Regions from separate parts of the Ovis aries genome. Here region 1 is linked to region 2. Evidence: chromatin contacts called from public Hi-C data. All regions are on one chromosome and are shown on one strand. Each heading gives the region's core, a stretch centred on a gene start, on an enhancer-like site or on the middle of the called end of the contact. The rest is flanking DNA. Distances are from core to core; before and after follow the strand shown. Region 1 holds the start of EFNB2 (ephrin B2). Region 2 has its middle 730 kb from the start of SLC10A2.

The links. A called contact is a pair of places that touch in the nucleus more often than the background predicts.
Region 1: a contact with region 2 is called in a Hi-C map of tail adipose tissue, with 6 times the contacts expected there. The contact joins the promoter of EFNB2 here to the enhancer-like site in region 2. A contact is called at or near these places in 3 of 16 Hi-C or Micro-C datasets (hypothalamus, skin fibroblasts and tail adipose tissue).

Annotation. Positions count from the first base shown.
Region 1 is chr10:81,668,332-81,671,194 of ARS-UI_Ramb_v3.0, forward strand. EFNB2 (ephrin B2) reads right to left here and starts at 1,350. Exons shown (of 5, transcript XM_004012234.6): 1 at 865-1,350. The coding sequence starts at 986.
Region 2 is chr10:79,360,567-79,363,332 of ARS-UI_Ramb_v3.0, forward strand. No RefSeq gene overlaps it. Among named protein-coding and RNA genes, the nearest start is that of SLC10A2, 730 kb to the left of the region's middle. Within about 2 kb of position 1,500, at least 13 of the 54 cell types and tissues checked have an H3K27ac peak or open chromatin away from gene starts, as enhancers often do. A contact at or near this core is called in hypothalamus and tail adipose tissue, where this site is marked.

The DNA of each region.
Region 1 (2,863 bases), core at 100-2,599, 2.3 Mb after region 2:
CTTCGGGCTGCACCTTTCGATAAAGCAAATCGGACCCAAGGCTCCCATTCCCGCCCAGGCTCCCCAGGCGCGAAGGCTTCAGGAGCTGTGTGGCGACTGGGCAGGGCCTTAATGAAGCTTTTGCGCAAAGCATCGTTAAAATCAAGTTAGCTTTCGGGACACAGAGTCCGGCCCAAGGGTTTAGAAACGAAGGGAGAGGCCGACCTGCAGACAGTTCCCCGGGAACAGCCGAAGGCCGGTCTCCCAGGCAGGGAGGGAAGGGCTCGCCGCCCGAGTTTTCCCAGGCAGGCGAGCTCCCCGCGCACCCTCGGGCAGGCCGCGCGGCGCCCAGGCGCGCGAGCTCCGGGCGGCCCAGGGACCCCCGGCTCCCTTCTCCCGGGAGCGCTCCGCTGCACCCCCGGCCTGCTTGCCCCGCCCGCCCAGCCCGCGCCCCGCGCCCCGCGCCCCGCCGCTCCTCGGGAGCGCGGCATCCTCGCGTCTCCGGAGCCCACCAGCCTCGGCGCGCCAGCCGACCCTGTTTGCGGTCCCGTTCTCCGCCCTGGAGAAGTCAGGGTCAGGGATCGCCATCGGACACCTCTCCAGACGTGACACCCAAGTCAACAAGGGGCTTTTTTAGCCCCCGGGAGCCTGTTCACAGGGCGGAGGACGAGGAGGGCGCCCCTCAGGGCCGGCGCTCTGGCTGCAAGGCCGAGCGGAGTCACCACAAAGCGAAAGGCGGCGGGGGTGGGGGTCGAGGGGGCGCGAGGGATCGAGGATCCAGAAACAGACTCCAAGGCTCGGCGGCCCGACCCATCCTCCCTTCGGGGCTGCGCGGAGCGGCGGACCCCGGGGCGGCGAACGAGGGGCATCGTGGACGTTACTTACTTGGAGTTCGAGGAATTCCAATAGATGGGTTCTAAAACTATCGATCTGGAAATCGCAGTTCTGCATAAAACCATCAAAACTCCCCAGCAGTACTTCCACAAGGAGTCCCTCCTCGCGGCCATGGCCAAGCCGCTCCCAGCTCCGCGCGCTCCTGGCGCCGGAGGAACGAAGTGCGGGCCGGGAACCCCAATCCTCCGGGCAGACACGGGGGAGACCGCAGGCAGCTCCTGGGCGCGCCGATCAGCAGCTCCAGCGGTCGCCGAGGCCCGGGGGCGCTCTCCGCGGGGGCCCTCAGAGCGCAGGGCGGGAGAGCACGCGCGGGGCGCGGCGGCGCGGCGGGCTCGGGGCTCCGGGGCGCCGCGCCGGACGCAGCTTGGACAGCCGGCTCCCGTGCGGCTCCAGGGTGCCGGGCGCCGGAAAGCGGGGAGGGCGCGCGGCCGGGACACAAAGGCGGAGAGACGACGCGGCGGCGGACGCGGCGCCCCGAGCGGGGCCGCCTCGCACTATAGATCCAGGGGGCCCGGCAGCGGCCCGAGCGCGCGGACGCCGCTTCGGCGCCGTTCCATGTCCCGGAGCGCGCGCGGGGCGCGAGCGGCGAGGGGCGCCTCCGGGCGCACGGGGAGCCTCCACAGTCCTCGCTGATCCCAACCCGCGGGGCAGGCAGGAGCGGGGGGCTCGGTCCTCGCCGCGAGCGCCAAAATGCGCGCGCGGGGCTGGGGGGTGAGGGGGGCCCTTTGTGCGCGGGGAGGGCGCCGGGACCAGCTCCGCGCACCGCTCCTCTCTCCGGCCGGCGCCGCCGTCCCCGCCGAGCAGAGTCCGCTCGGCCGGCGCGCTGTCAGAGCGCTATAAACGCGGAGCCCCGCCCCGCGCCGCGCCGCCCATTGGCCCGCCGCGCGGCCCTCGTCTGCCGGTTGGACGACTGGACTGTCCGTCAGCCACCACCCCGCCCCCCACCCCAGAGTGGGCGGTGCCACTTGACAGGTGAGCCCCGCCCCCGCCCCCGGGCGGGCGGCGCGAGCGCAGCCGCGCCGGGGAGCCGGGGCCAAGGGGGACCAACCCGCGCGCGAGCCCCTGGCGCCCCCGGAGCGGCGGCCTAGAGACTCTCGGCCCCGAGGGCGAGAGGGAGCGGGGGCAGCGCGGGCCACCTGTCCCCGCGCCCAGCAGCGCACAGCTGCGCCCGGAGGCGCCCAGCAGCCGCGATCTCAGGGCCCAGCAAACGCCCTAAAGTTCGGCAGAGACACCACGGCAAGGGCGCCCCTTTTCCCTGCGGAGAGGAAAGTGGTGGGTTTCCCGAGTGGTGGGTTTCTTCCTCCTTATGAGGCGGAGGACCTCTCCCCACCCCCCAGATCTGCGTAGAGGGGCTCACGGCCCCTCGCACACCCCCTAGCCACCCCCTCTCCAGGGCTTGTCGGTGACACTTCGCACACCTGATTTCTGCGCCAAACGCTGGCCGGGGCGCCCGATCCCAGTGCGCGGGGGCCGGGAAAGGCAGAGCGCGTCTGCCGGGGACCCGGCAGGGTGGCCGAGCCCCAAGGCGCTGGCCCCACGAAAGCAGCCCTTCTCCCCGCGCGCGCCGCCGGACCGTCTCCTTGATCGGGACACGCTCACTCCTCCCCAAGGTGACCGCGAATTTCGAGGGTGACGGGGACAGAGAAGCGGAGGGGCGGCGGGAATTCTCTCCGAGTCCCGGCCGAGCGCGGGCCCCCGGAGCAGCCGGGACGCGCGGCGCCGCCGCTTCCGCGGACCCACAGTGCCCACTAGCGGCCGCTCTGTGCGCTCCGCGGCCAGAGCGGGATCCTCGAGGGGCCGGTACTCCGCGCGCGCGCCCCGCCGCAGAGGGGCCGCGGGCGAGATCGGCGGAGTGAGGAACAGCGGCGGGAGCGCGGCGGGGACTAGGCACTGTGCACGATTGCCAACAATTCGGTTTGAAAAATTTATGTTGTATACCTACCTACAGCATGCTTAAAAAAATTCCTTTCTACACCAGGTTTCCCTTAAT
Region 2 (2,766 bases), core at 250-2,749:
TTCCATATATTTTTATTTGACCGTGTCTTTTTTCCAGGGTCCTTGAATAAAATAGTATTAGTTATAGGGAGCCAGTGGAATTTATTGTTTAAATGTTTTCCCTATTTCTATATTTTTTAGCACATGATTCTATAAAATATTAGAATATTCTTGATATTTAATATTTAGAGTTTTGGGGGAGGTTAGTAGGAATTATTATATCAGATGCCTAGGAAACATTTACATAACCTGGCACAGACTATCTTTGTCTTCATCTTATAACAGTGAAAATGTTTCTAACTTTCATATATCAGTTTTTGTCATCACAACTTCTTTTATGAATCCAAAATGAAGTTATAATGCATGTCCTGGGAGAAACATATTTGCTGAAGACCCTTGAAGAATAGTGACACTTATTACCCCAACTTTTAAAAAGATGACTATCAAATCATTAAAATACATTATAATCTAGTGTCTATAACTTAAAAAAAAATCTTTAGCCTATTCATCAAGGTTGTTTTAAGTTTTATTTTTGTTTTGGGTTTATTTTTTAAAAATCTAATTTAAGTTCGGTTTCTCAGATACCTAATTTGTGTTGTTCACAACATAAGGTTGAAGTCTAGAAGTAAATTTTGAGCTGTTAAGTGGGATCTACATCATCAAACAACTCCCTAAGCAAAATGCATATATACAGGTGGATGGAAAAATGAATAACTCCAGCATCCTTGTTAAAAATAATATTGAATACAATTCAAAACTTTAAGGTAGACTTTTTTTCACTAAAGAAAAATAAGTTAAAAATTTGTTTCTAGGAGCTATAATCTGCAATTTTTCCAGCAAAACGCACCTTTCGATGAAAATGTTTTAAATTGAATAACTTTTAATTAGGAAAATAGTGAGAAGGATAATTTAATTTTGCCTCTTAGTGACACATTTCTTTGAATCAATTATTGTCCCTTTCATTTTCAGGTAACATAAATTGTTTACCTAAATTTGCAATTCAACAAAAGAGAAACCTTGATTTTATACAAAACTATAAACAGAAAAGACAATTTTTTTTTTAATTGCTTACTTCCACACTGGGATGCAATTTTCAAGCAGGTAAGGAAGGAGGAAAGGAAATTGGAATTTGTATCTGGGGGTCATAAATGTAATAACTCAAAAGTGTCTTCCGCAAAGATGTCAGCCTACTTGAAAATCACCAGAACCTCTAGCATTCAGGTGATTTCTGGCGGGTATATACAGATTCTGCTTGTATCTTTTGCTGCAGTGGAATGACGCAGCTGCAGCACGACTGGTTAGAAGGACAGCCTGACAACCACACGAAGTGTACCTGGAGAGGGCTGAGAAAGGACACCCACCTCCTTTCTGTGTGGTCAGCTGGAACCCTCCAGCCATTAAGCCTCTGCTAACACTAGGGAGCACACTTTCCCCAGGAATTACCCTGGGAAGGGAGAGGAGCGGCTTCCCATCTGCAAATCAGCGTCGGGCAGGATGCCAGCCCATGCCCCGCTGTACAGAATGACAAGGCACACAGCTATGACAGTACTCGTGGTAAACAATGACAGCTCTGTCAGGAATCCGAGAGGCTTTTCGTACTTCTGCATGTGCCGCAAAAGAAGCAGAGTTATTTTATTTGTGGCATATAAAAATGACGGCTTGAACTCTTCACCCCTTTCTTCCTTTAAACAAATCAAAATTAGAGGAGTGTTAGCAGCTTTATGACGGTGGGAATGCAAAGTGGGAGGCTATAGAGATTTGAAAATTAGAAAAAAAAATTTCTTCAGTACAAATATGAACAGAGATAGGTTAATTTTTTTAATCAAAATAACCTCAGATATGAAATGACCTTAGACTTGCAATGATCTTATCGTAAAGCTCTTTCTCACTCTGCATGCCTGCATGCTAAGTCACTTCAGTTGTGCCTGATACTCTTTGAGACTGTAGCTCGCCAGGCTCCTCTGTCTTTGGAATTCTCTAGGCTAAGAGTCGGACCCGACTGAGCGACTTCACTTTCACTTTTCACTTTTATGCATTGGAGAAGGAAATGACAACCCACTCCAGTGTTCTTGCCTGGAGAATCTCAGGGATGGGGGAGCCTGGTGGGCTGCCCTCTATGGGATCGCACAGAGTTGGACATGACTGAAGTGACTTAGCAGCAGCAGCAGCATCAGCAGCAGCAGCAGCCAAGAATACTGGAGTGAGTTGCTGTGCCCTCCTCTAGGGTATCTTCCCAACCTAGGGATCGAACCTGGGTCTCCTGGTTCTCCCTCATTGGCAGGTGTGTTCTTTACAACTAACACCATCTGGGAAACTCTTCTAGTCTACAGGGCATGTGAATGTTATCGAGCGAGTGTACAGAACTAACAAACACATCAGATAATGTTTAGGGGGTACATCTTCTGTAAAGTTCAGTTCAGTTGCTCAGTCATGTCCGACTCTTTGCAACCCCATGAATTGCAGCACGCCAGGCCTCCCTGTCCATCACCAACTCCCAGAGTTCACTCAGATTCACGTCCATCGAGTCAGTGATGCCATCCAGCCATCTCATCCTCTGTCATCCCCTTCGCCTCCTGCCCCCAATCCCTCCCAGCATCAAAGTGTTTTCCAATGAGTCAACTCTTCTCATGAGGTGGCCAAAGTACTGGAGTTTCAGCTTTAGCATCATTCCTTCCAAAGAAATCCCAGGGTTGACCTCCTTCAGAATGGACTGGTTGGATCTCTTTGCAGTCCAAGGGACTCTCAAGAGTCTTCTGCAACACCACAGTTCAAAAGCATCAATTCTTT